Linked DNA regions of Mus musculus: all the other regions are linked to region 1. Evidence: chromatin contacts called from public promoter capture Hi-C data. All regions are on one chromosome and are shown on one strand. Each heading gives the region's core, a stretch centred on a gene start, on an enhancer-like site or on the middle of the called end of the contact. The rest is flanking DNA. Distances are from core to core; before and after follow the strand shown.

What was found. Promoter capture Hi-C pulls out the DNA fragments that hold promoters and counts their contacts.
Region 2: a promoter capture Hi-C map of pre-B cells shows a contact between it and region 1, with 3 times the contacts expected there. The contact joins the promoter of Piga here to the promoter of Phka2 in region 1. A contact is called at or near these places in 2 of 39 promoter capture datasets (erythroid cells and pre-B cells).
Region 3: a promoter capture Hi-C map of erythroid cells shows a contact between it and region 1, with 6 times the contacts expected there. The contact joins the promoter of Pir here to the promoter of Phka2 in region 1. A contact is called at or near these places in 2 of 39 promoter capture datasets (cranial neural crest and erythroid cells).

What each region holds. Positions count from the first base shown.
Region 1 is chrX:160,500,348-160,503,743 of GRCm38.p6, forward strand. It overlaps Phka2 (phosphorylase kinase alpha 2), which reads left to right and starts at 1,815. Exons shown (of 33, transcript NM_172783.4): 1 at 1,815-2,557. The coding sequence starts at 2,480.
Region 2 is chrX:164,418,239-164,421,634 of GRCm38.p6, forward strand. It overlaps Piga (phosphatidylinositol glycan anchor biosynthesis, class A), which reads left to right and starts at 1,542. Exons shown (of 6, transcript NM_011081.3): 1 at 1,542-1,602.
Region 3 is chrX:164,267,822-164,271,217 of GRCm38.p6, forward strand. It overlaps Pir (pirin), which reads left to right and starts at 1,610. Exons shown (of 10, transcript NM_027153.3): 1 at 1,610-1,856.

The DNA of each region.
Region 1 (3,396 bases), core at 565-3,064:
GACAAATTTAACATTCTTTTACACTATGGTAATGGGAAAGTAAAATGATTCCAGGTCATCTAAACTAAATTATTACAGAAATAGTTTAATTTGGTTAACTGGTTAGTTTTTTCAAGTTGATTAAGAATGGACCCTCCCAATTCAGAGACAGGGTACTTTAGGTTCAAAAGACATGATATTTCCACTTTGCATGCTGTCCTCTAAGACAGAGTCTTAAGCTTCCAATGAGAACACAAGCCATCCTAAAAATAAGCAATGATGCCACCTTTTAAATACAGAAGAATATATGAAATCTCCAGGAAAGGTACATAGAAAGATTACTAAAGGGATTCAATTATGGTAATTGAATGCTTAATCTTACTCCCTAGGCCACAGCAACTCCTACATGGAAGTACATTGTGCACTGTTTCATAACTTCAGTGCCATTATTAAAACAAATAATGAGTTGAGAAAAGAATGGTAAGAAGATATGAGGGGAACTGCCCAATGTAAAACATATACATGCACCAAGGCTTGAAAAGAATGTTGAAAAGTACTCGAGCTGGGTGTGGTGGCACGTACTCAGAATCCCAACACTTTGGATGCCGAGGAAAGAAGTATTGCTGTGAGTTTGAGGAATAGTCTTGGATACATAATATAGTTGAGAGCAGCCTAGGCTACATGACAAGACTCTGTCTCAGAGAAAAAGTATGTGGGCTGATAGGGGTTGGGTGCTTTAGTTAAAGACTAACTATAAGGGGAGTCAAATAAGCAGGACTCATTTTCAGTCCATCAACATTGAGCCCTAGACACATGTACAATCAACTCTGTGCCAGGTGTGGTGGGAGATACCAAGCTATTTCATAAGCATCTCATAATCCAGTTAGAAAAGTATGCCTCAGTTAAAATGTAAACAATACACTATTTCCAAATGGTGCTGAAAATAGCTCTGGTTTAAGTGCCACTCTGAGTCAAGTATGTGCTACACGCACTTGACCTTGTCACATTACAAGGCATGAGGTTTACCCCAACAGATAAAAACAGTAAAAGTCAAACAACTGAAACAGTAACACAAATGTCTATATAAATCAGAAATGGAATAAAGTGCAGTTCGAACTGACTCGTTGCCCCATCTTTACTGAGGAAACTGCTATAGGAATCCAGAAAATTGGAAACGCTAATGAGTGGGCTGACCTAGTCTTTAAGGCAAAGGTAAGTTTTAGACAATGAAATGGGTCAAAGTGGAGAATAACAAAGTGCTTGTGGAAGCAATTACATTAGAACAGCTGCCCAGTCAAATTTATTTGTGGGCCAGATTTTGATGGACAATGAAGACAGGATCAAAGAATGCGGCCTGTGGTTAGCAACCTTGACAACTAATGGGATGCCAAATTTCAAAATATACTATTATAAATGAACTGCAAAATTCTCCCAGGAGCTAAGGCCAGGAGCCACGGGTACCAGGAGTGTATGTGGAGGACAGTACTCAGGCCTCCCTTTCTTGCTTTCAGTGCTGAGCTCCACTATGGGGACTCTGTCCTCAGGTGAGGCCCAGGACAGGGCGGGGCTATGACGGCCGGTCATCCGAAGGATGCCCAGGCGGCCCAGCCTCTTTCTAGTCTCCGGTGGGTTTGGCGGCTCCGCTCAGGAGACCTTGTCATTGCCGACCCAGAAAGCCGACTTGTTCTCTGCTTCCATCCAAGTTCTCCATACTCCTGCGGGCTGCCCCATTTTCCTTCCTGGTCAGGCCATGACAAGGAGGGCTCCAAACCCCACGGAGGAGGCGGACTGGGGGCGGAGCTGCGAGCAGATCGGTACCGCCCCCCCAACGCGTTCCTTCCGGGCGGGACTGCACGGGTTCCGCTTCTTGGTTCGGGCCGGCGTGAGGGGTGGCCTCCGTACCCCGGGGGCCGCGACCGAAGGACTCTGCTCCTTTAGCCTCAGCCGCGGTTGGAAGCAGGTTGAGGTAGGAGCAAAGTCAATAAAAAAAACTGAATTTCCGTTAAGAGCCCAGCTCCCCGCCGCTCCCAGCGGCCTTCCTCTGTAGACCCTCTCCCTTTAGGCGGAGACTTGGAGAGTCCGCCCCACGAGGGGGGCGGAGCCTAGTAAAGCTTAGGTGAGCTCCCAAGCAACCCGGAGCCGCCTCCCAAAACAGAGGGGTACCGCCAAGGCCTTTCTCCAGCCTAGTGCCCAGTCTAGGTTCTGTCGAGCATGGTGGTGGGACTAGAAACCCTCGGGGCAGCTGCTGACCGGGAGGAAGCCGGGCCGCGATAGCGCCACCCCCGTCTCCTCCCCCGCACCGCCCAGCGGCGCGACACTCTGGTTGGCTCGCCTTGCAAGTCATACTTTGGGTCTCTCAGTTTGAAAACTCTTCCTCTCGGCCCCCTTTGAAGAAACTCATTGACGCTGAATGTTTTGAGGACCAGGTCAGCTTGGAGGCGGCAACTTTGGCGGACACCAGCGGGCAGGTCCAGCTCCGTGGCCCATGAGCTTGGGCGAGATGCGGAGCAGGAGCAATTCTGGGGTCCGCCTGGACGGGTACGCGAGGCTGGTGCAGCAAACCATCCTGTGTTACCAGGTAAACAGAGAGCAGCCCAGAGAACGGTGGAAACTGCCCACTGATATAACTCATTCTCCCCAAGGCCTCTGTCACTCATGAGAGCTTGCATTTATTTAAGAGGTTTCCGACTTTAATCCAGTCCTTTGCTAGCCAGTTATCACCCTACTCCCTTATCGCTATTTTATTCACTTTACTCACAAGTCAGGCATTCTGGCTTTTGAACAGTTGCTGCGGCTGCTTTGCAGAATTCTGGGACCTTTTTTTTTCTCTCCTCTTCCTCCTCCCTTCCTCTTTTTCCCCCCATCGGGACACCCCCCTCGAGGTCCTTCCTTACTGCCTCTTTTGGATGAAAGAAGTCTGTTAGGTTGGACAGAGCACACTGAAGGAGAACAGTGAACTAACTCTACTCTGGGAACAGTAGGCAGGAGTGAAAAACTCCCAAGGCTTGCATCTGACCAGAGTGTGGGCAACTGTTACTGCCCCTCCCTTGTTAGAAATCCCCCTGAGAGGACCCTATGACCACTCTGGTTGCTGCTTTACAGCCAACAAAACTTCTGGGCACAGAGCATCAGCATCAAGGGGTCCTGTGAAACTGTGCATATAATCTCAGGTATGAATACGCCTGCTATGCTTCCTGCTTGGCAAAAGTTATGTGTGAGTGCCCAATGTAAGACCACTGAGCTATTTTTGTTCAGAGCAAAGACATCAGCTATATTGCTTGCCTTCAGTTGGCAGCAGCTATTTTTAGGGCTTTGAGAGTCAGAGAAGGAAGTAGCAGTTGGTGGTCATTTCCAAACCATTAACCTTTTTTTTTTCTTCTTAGCTAATTCCTTGACCTCTCACTCAGGAAGAATTTA
Region 2 (3,396 bases), core at 292-2,791, 3.9 Mb after region 1:
GATAGCCAGCCAGCTTTCACTACATGTGTGAGGTGCCTCCCACTCTAAAATTATCCAAGGAAGCTTATTTACATATGAATTTGCAAAGAACTAAATTTCAAGGGAAGATGCTGACTACTTTATTTGACATCTTTTCTTTTTAGACTATTTGATAGTACAACTGGCATTGGCTGCCTTCATACCTTATCATCAGAATATCCAGCACAGCAATATTTTAGTCAAATTCTAGTGGCTTCCAAGAACGTTCTCTAAAGCAGTGTTTCTTAACCTTCCTAATGCTGTGGTGTGATGACCCACAACCATAAAATTATTTTCTTTGCTACTTCATAACTGTAATTTTGCTACTATTATGAATCGTCATGTAAATACCTCCTATACAGGATACCTCAAAGGGGTCCTGACACACTGGTTGAGAGTCTTTGAAGGCATGCTTTGTGGTCGTTCAGGCAGAATACTACAGTTCAAATCTGCTACAACTTTTTTGTTTTGTTTTGTTTTTCCAGACAGGTTCTCTGTGTAGCCCTGGCTGCCCTGGAACTCATTCTGTAGACCAGGCTGGCCTCGAACTCAAAAATCTGCCTGCCTCTGCCTCCCAAGTGCTGGGATTAAAGGCGTGCGCCACCACACCTGGCACAACTTTTTGTTTTGTTTTAGAAAATACCCTTAACTTTACCACAAGCTTCAAGTGGATGCCAGTCATGGTGATGGTGTTGTTGCTTAGAAAACAATTTATTCTAGAAAATGCAGGAATGGCCATGCTGGGGAATCTGCAGGTACCAACTATAAAGAGCAGGTGACTATTACAACAATCGAGAGATTCTGTCTTCTTGGCCAAGCACAATCTGGCTCCAGACCGCAAGACAGTTTTGGCTGAGGACTGCAGCAGCTTGAGCGGGAGCGTTTCAGGTTATACCTAAGATTCCCTGACACCCCCCCCCCCCCATAGAGTTGTAAGACAAAAACAAAATCTGAACTTTTAAAAGGAAAGTCCTCAGTCTTTAGGACACGCACAGATATGTAGATCTAAGATTCAAAGTTCAGAGTTTAGTTTTGACTTGCTGTGATTTTTCTTTATTTTTGTACTTTTATGCATCACATTTAGCAATCCTGCCAGAATAACAAGAATGGATGTGGTTGGTTTGGCTGTGGTACCATACTGACTAGAAACGCCCTGGCCTTGATTTCCCCGCCCCCTACCCTGCCCTTCCTCTTATCCCCGCCCTCCCCGCATTCCCGCTCCTCCCCCCAGCCCCCGGCCCGGCCCGGCCCCGCCTGGTCTCTCTAACCGGAAGGAGGCGGGGAGAGACCGGGCTTCCTGAAAAGAGACGCAGTAACTAAGCAACCAGGGCACTTACGCCCGGGACCTTCCGCAGCTCTTAGGAGACGTGCTCCTGCGCTCGCTGACGCTACAATCCCGCGCTAGAGACTTGGGCCCGACTGGGCGTCTCTCTTCTACGTAATTCAGAACCTCTGTGTGATTGGTTATCATGGGGGCGCGGCGCTCGGATCGCGGACGCTTCTGATTGGTGCTTTGGAGCAGCGGGGCGGGATTCTGTTAACTGCCGCGGGAGGTCCGGACAGTGGCGGCCATGGGACTGGAGGGTAAGTACGCGTCTTGGCTGTCCTTTCTAACGTTCTCGGTCTCTCTGGATGGGGTTGTGCCGTTCTCACAGGACCGTGGCAGGCTGTGGAGGAGGTGAAGCCTACTCTATCTGAGGCCCGGAAGTCGGGTCCGTGGGTCTCCGTAATCAAATGGGGATTGAGGGTGCCTTGAGGGTTGGAACTGGTTCTTAGACTGAGTTTAGTAGAGCGAGTGACTGGAATCTTAGGACGTTTTTCCGAGTCCCTTTGGGTCTGGCCGGATCTTGTCTCATCCTGGGGTGCTGGCTGGTGGACCCGGGCTGATCCTCTTTGGCTCTAGTACACCCGAGCTGCCTCTCAGGGAGTGCGTGTGCACTGCCTTGGGACTGGATTAAAGTATACTTCTCTTGATTTCTCAGCCCTGTCCGAGCCCCCTCTAAGGATCCTCAGAAGCTTCTACTAATAAGGGAGTTCCCTGGGCACGATTGAGAATTTTGAGGACTTCTTGACTTTGTCATTTACATGGCTTGGGTAGGGAAGTTGTACAGATCGCTTAGCATGTAGGGCTGGAGAGAGAATTGACCAGATTTTACAGCCTCTATTCACTTATAGAAGCCAAGATTCAGTGAGTATTTTCACATACTTTCATTTGGTTCATTATTTCTGTTCTTATCATTCACTTCTTAAAACGGGATAGGACTAAAGGACCAGGTTTAGATGACACATGACAGTAGCACAGCATTAGCCACTTGAGGCTTTGCTTTCCCCTTTTGCAAACTTCATATTTTCTTGCTTCCATTATTTGTTTACTTACTGGTTGTAAATTTGGTCTTCCCTCCTCTTTTTTTCCAGTTTATGTGTCCGGGTGCCCCCATGTAGCTGTCTTACCCTGCCCTAGAACCCTCAATTCTCTGTCTCCCAAGCACGTGCTCCTTTCTTTCCTGCCTCCTCCCTCTGAATTTCTGAGACGATTTTAAATGTAGGTGAATTTGTGGGAGAAAATGGACACATGTAGTTGCAGGTGAGAGCTGAAACTCAGAGAGTTAGGATAGTAATCCTCCATTGAGTTCTTTGTAGACTTGTAGATCTCAACTAAGGCGGATTTTTGCCAGATCTCTAAAGCTGTGGCATTAAAAGTCTAAGCATCTATAGAACAGAGTATTGAATGAGCACTTCATATGAGCATCACTTTAGGGAACTCCTAAAGGGAACTTTTCTTAGCCTTAGATGTAGGAAAGAGCCCACATGTAAAGCCTGTGTCCTGTTCCATTTCCTTTCAGGGTCTACACTGAAAGGGTGCTCAGGGGAAAGGCTTCCATAATTAAAAGAAGGGTTCTGAAAAGAGAAGGGAGCAGTTTAAGCATAGCTATCCTTGAATAAGGAAGGAGAAGCCAGATTGTCTTCAGCATGAGCTCTAGGGAACACTTGAAGAGGGTGTTCTTAAAAAGAAAGCTCTAGTTCCAGGTACATTTTAAAGGAAACCACAGAGATAATACCAGCAGAGCCTTATGGGATGTACTGGGTCACTAGCTAAGCTGTGCAGCCCTAATCAGCACATTTTCTGTGAAGAACCAGATGGTAAATATTTTAGGCTCTGTGGGTCATCTGATTTCTTTCAAAGCCACAGAAGTAGCCATTCAGAATATAAGTGAATGGGCAAGCCAGGTTCCTGTAAAAATTTGTTCGTAAAAATAGACAATGTGCCAGTATACTTAGATTCACATCCTAGCCTGTTTTAGTATCCTTTTCTGCTTCACAACCCAGAACAAAAGGCAGTGCTATAAAACAGCCTTTTTGCTATTTTTCATGACTCTG
Region 3 (3,396 bases), core at 360-2,859, 3.8 Mb after region 1:
GTACCAATACCTTATTAGTCCACAGCAGTTTGAAGTTTGCATGCATAATCTGTTAGTCTTGAATTGCTGAAGGTAGGCAGAGTCAGTTTGAACCCCACTGATATGAAAAGCTCAGGGAAAAGAGTTAAAAAACAGAATTTATTGTGAATGCGTTTTAATATAGATTTGGGTATCGGCATTAAGGAAGACAGATAGCCATTTCAAGAAAAGACTATATACACCCAAGTGTGGCCATGAATTGAGGCAGGGAGGGGAGAGTGCAACTTTATGAATTTGCATGTCATCCTTGTACAAAGGCCATGATATTTTCCTCTCTACTGTTCCCATTTTTAGTGTGTTCTGCCCAATTGAGCACCAAGGAAAAGTCTTTGTTCTTCCACTTCCCCATTCTTCTACAGCAGAAATCTGTAGTCTGAAAGGTAAGAATGCCTTTTCACATCTTGAGGTTGAAGAGCTTGGGGATCTAGCTCAGTTGGTAGATTGCTTGCCTAGAATACACAAAGCCCCGGGTTCAGTCTCCAGCACCATGTAAAACTGGGCACGCTGGTGAATGCTTCACTGTAACCCTAACACTTGGGAACTGTGGGAAGGAAAGTCAGAAGTTCAAGGTTATCCTAGGCTCTCTAGGGAGGTAAGACCAGCCGGGGATATGGGGAACCATGCCCCCCAAAAACCAGCTGAAATATAAAGTCAAAAGAAGACTTTCATGACAGCTGAGAATTGTACGAATTCAAAACATAATCTTATGAATTCTAATTTCATTATCCAAAATCAAATTTTTATTAAAACACAGCCACCACACTCAGCAGGCGTTGTCTCTGGCTGTTTCTGGCTACAAAAGCAAATGGGAGCAGTCTCCACGGAAGACCCACAGAGCTGGAAAGTAAAAAGACATTTACTGTTTATTCCTTTTCAGTTTCCCAGGCTCGTAGTTTTGTTTTTGTTTTGTTTTTTTTAAAGAGGCATCACTTTCACTCTTTTTCCAAGAAAAGACAATGAACTTCCGGGTATCTAAAGAACATTGCGTATGGTAGCCTGTCTTCTGATTAAAAGTCCTAGGAAAACTAGATTGCTTCCTGGCTGTGGACAAACCCTCACCTCCTGAGGCTAACTCTCTAAGGCCTGCTCTTGAAGCCCAACAAAACTCAAGCCCTTCTATGATTCCCTATTAGAGTGTGCCTTCTCTTTCAGCAGGAACAGAGATTCTTTGGTTCTTACATCTGCTCTGCCTCTGCCCCATTCTCATTGGCAAACAGCAAGAAGCGTATTTATTTATGAGAGATAACTGTGTAGTACCTATGCGGAGACATGCTCATTTCATTCTCATTACAGCCTTACAGTCTTGGTCCTGTCAGCTTTACCACGCTCATTTCACTGGGGATAATGCATAGAGAGGCTGAGTCACTCCCCCAAACGGGACAAGTGGTTAGAAAACATTCTTGCTCATACGAAGCGTTGGGTGACAAGATGACTTGAGTGAGGACAGGTTTTCCAAGAGATTCTAAGGGGCTGCAGAGCACTTGAGTGTCCCATACATTCCTGGGAGGCGGGCAGCGCGCCCCCAAGAGGCCGGGGTGCGCATCACTCTTTGGACCGACTTTCAAAAGGCAGATCCAGAGAGCCATGGGGCGGAGTCAGAGAATCCAAACCCAGGGTAAATAAAGGGTGTGTCCCCCGGTCCAAGGCCCCTGAGACCTAGAGACTCCCGCCTTCTGGAGGCCCGCAACAAAGCGCTGAGTCACGCTGACTGACGGCTGGCGCTCCGCAAACCTGTCCTCCCTTTGCTGTGTCCCTGCCGCTGTGGAGTCTAGGCACCTCCGACTGTGGCCTCCCTCCTGGGCCTGCGCTACTGCCCAGTGAGTGGCCTGGGGAACTCAGCCCTCGTGAGAGTGGTGTGTGTATGTGTGTGTGTGTGTGTTGGGGGTGGGAGGAATGCTCCGACCAGTTTTCATGATGCTGTCTTTCCCAGCTCACTACTGGGGCTCGGAGGGGAGCTGAGGGAGGGAAATGCTTAAATAGCCACCACGATTTGAGATGATAGCTTGGTTTTTCTCTTGGCAACACACTGCAATTAGTTAACTGCTTTATCCTTGTTCCTGTGTATAGGGCCTAAATGTGGGAGTCTGGAAGAAGCCAGAAAAATTAGGTGGAGGCAAAACTACTTACTAGTCGCTTATGTGTGGATGATTACGGGGCTGGACTCAGAAGTTCATTTCTGTCTCCCACATTTCATGGCCCAATAGATGCATGTTGTTTGCCTGCTAGAGAGGATCCGTTTTAGGATCTGCCTTCACAAACTGAAGGGTGCTTCTATGTTGAGTCCCTATAAAGAACAGCAGCTCACTTTCTTACAGCCCTATTTACATCCTTTGAGGCAGACGCTTCTTAATCCCATTGTATAGATGGAAAAGCTGAGACACACAGCATCCCAAATGAAAGCAGCCTGGAATGTGGCAAAACTGAGATGTAAATCTGAGGTGTCCAGTTCCAGAATCTGCCTGTTATTAAAGTGCTTCTCTTAGTTTAAGGAATCTTTGAAGGATTGGTTAGAGTTCATATGGTGATCAGATCTGGGGCTTGGAATTACTTGTCTGCAAACACCTGAAGTTAGAAGTGTGTGTGTGTGTGTGTGTGGGGGGGGGTGATTGTATTTGTTGTGTGATATTTCCTTGGTTAGGACTTAGACTTCAATCAATAATGGAACACTTTTGAATAATAAATGTAGTATATGTGTTGTTCCTGAATCATCGGTTCCATTGCCTGGGGTACTTCATAAATGGTTTGTCTGTGCTTTAGAGGACTTTATTAAGAAGTTCAAAGATTTCTTGCCTAAAAAATTACCTGCACAAGATCTACATAAAATTAAGTCAGCCAGTAAGAATACCAACACAGATGGGAGAAGGTTCCACGAAGTACCACCCCTAACTGAGGAACTTGGGCAGTTGGAGGCTGCTGGGGTAGGAAGTGTCAGTTCTCTTTAAGGAACTGACCCCTATTAGGATGCCCATGCTTCAGTAGATGACCCAACACCCATTCGTATAAGAATGGGCATCACTTAGTCTCAGTAGGCTATGGAAAATACAAGATTACATTGGGAGTGAGATGTGGAGCAGGGGTCTGAAAGGAGTTGGAAGGGGAACAAAGGGTTGCTATGATTAAAAAAACCCGCATTGTAAACATGCTTAATATTATTAAGAGATGAATTTTTAAAAATGGCCACGGACTTTAGAGATAGATGAGTATTTGAATTCAGTGGCCCTTGCAGATTTCCTTCCATGCCAGCATCATCATATTCTGGTGAGAGTCACATACCCCTAGTGTTTTCCATTTGCTTCCAGTATCACCAAAAGAGCTCCCACTTCCATCTTCCACCGCATGTCGTGGGGTAGCCATTGA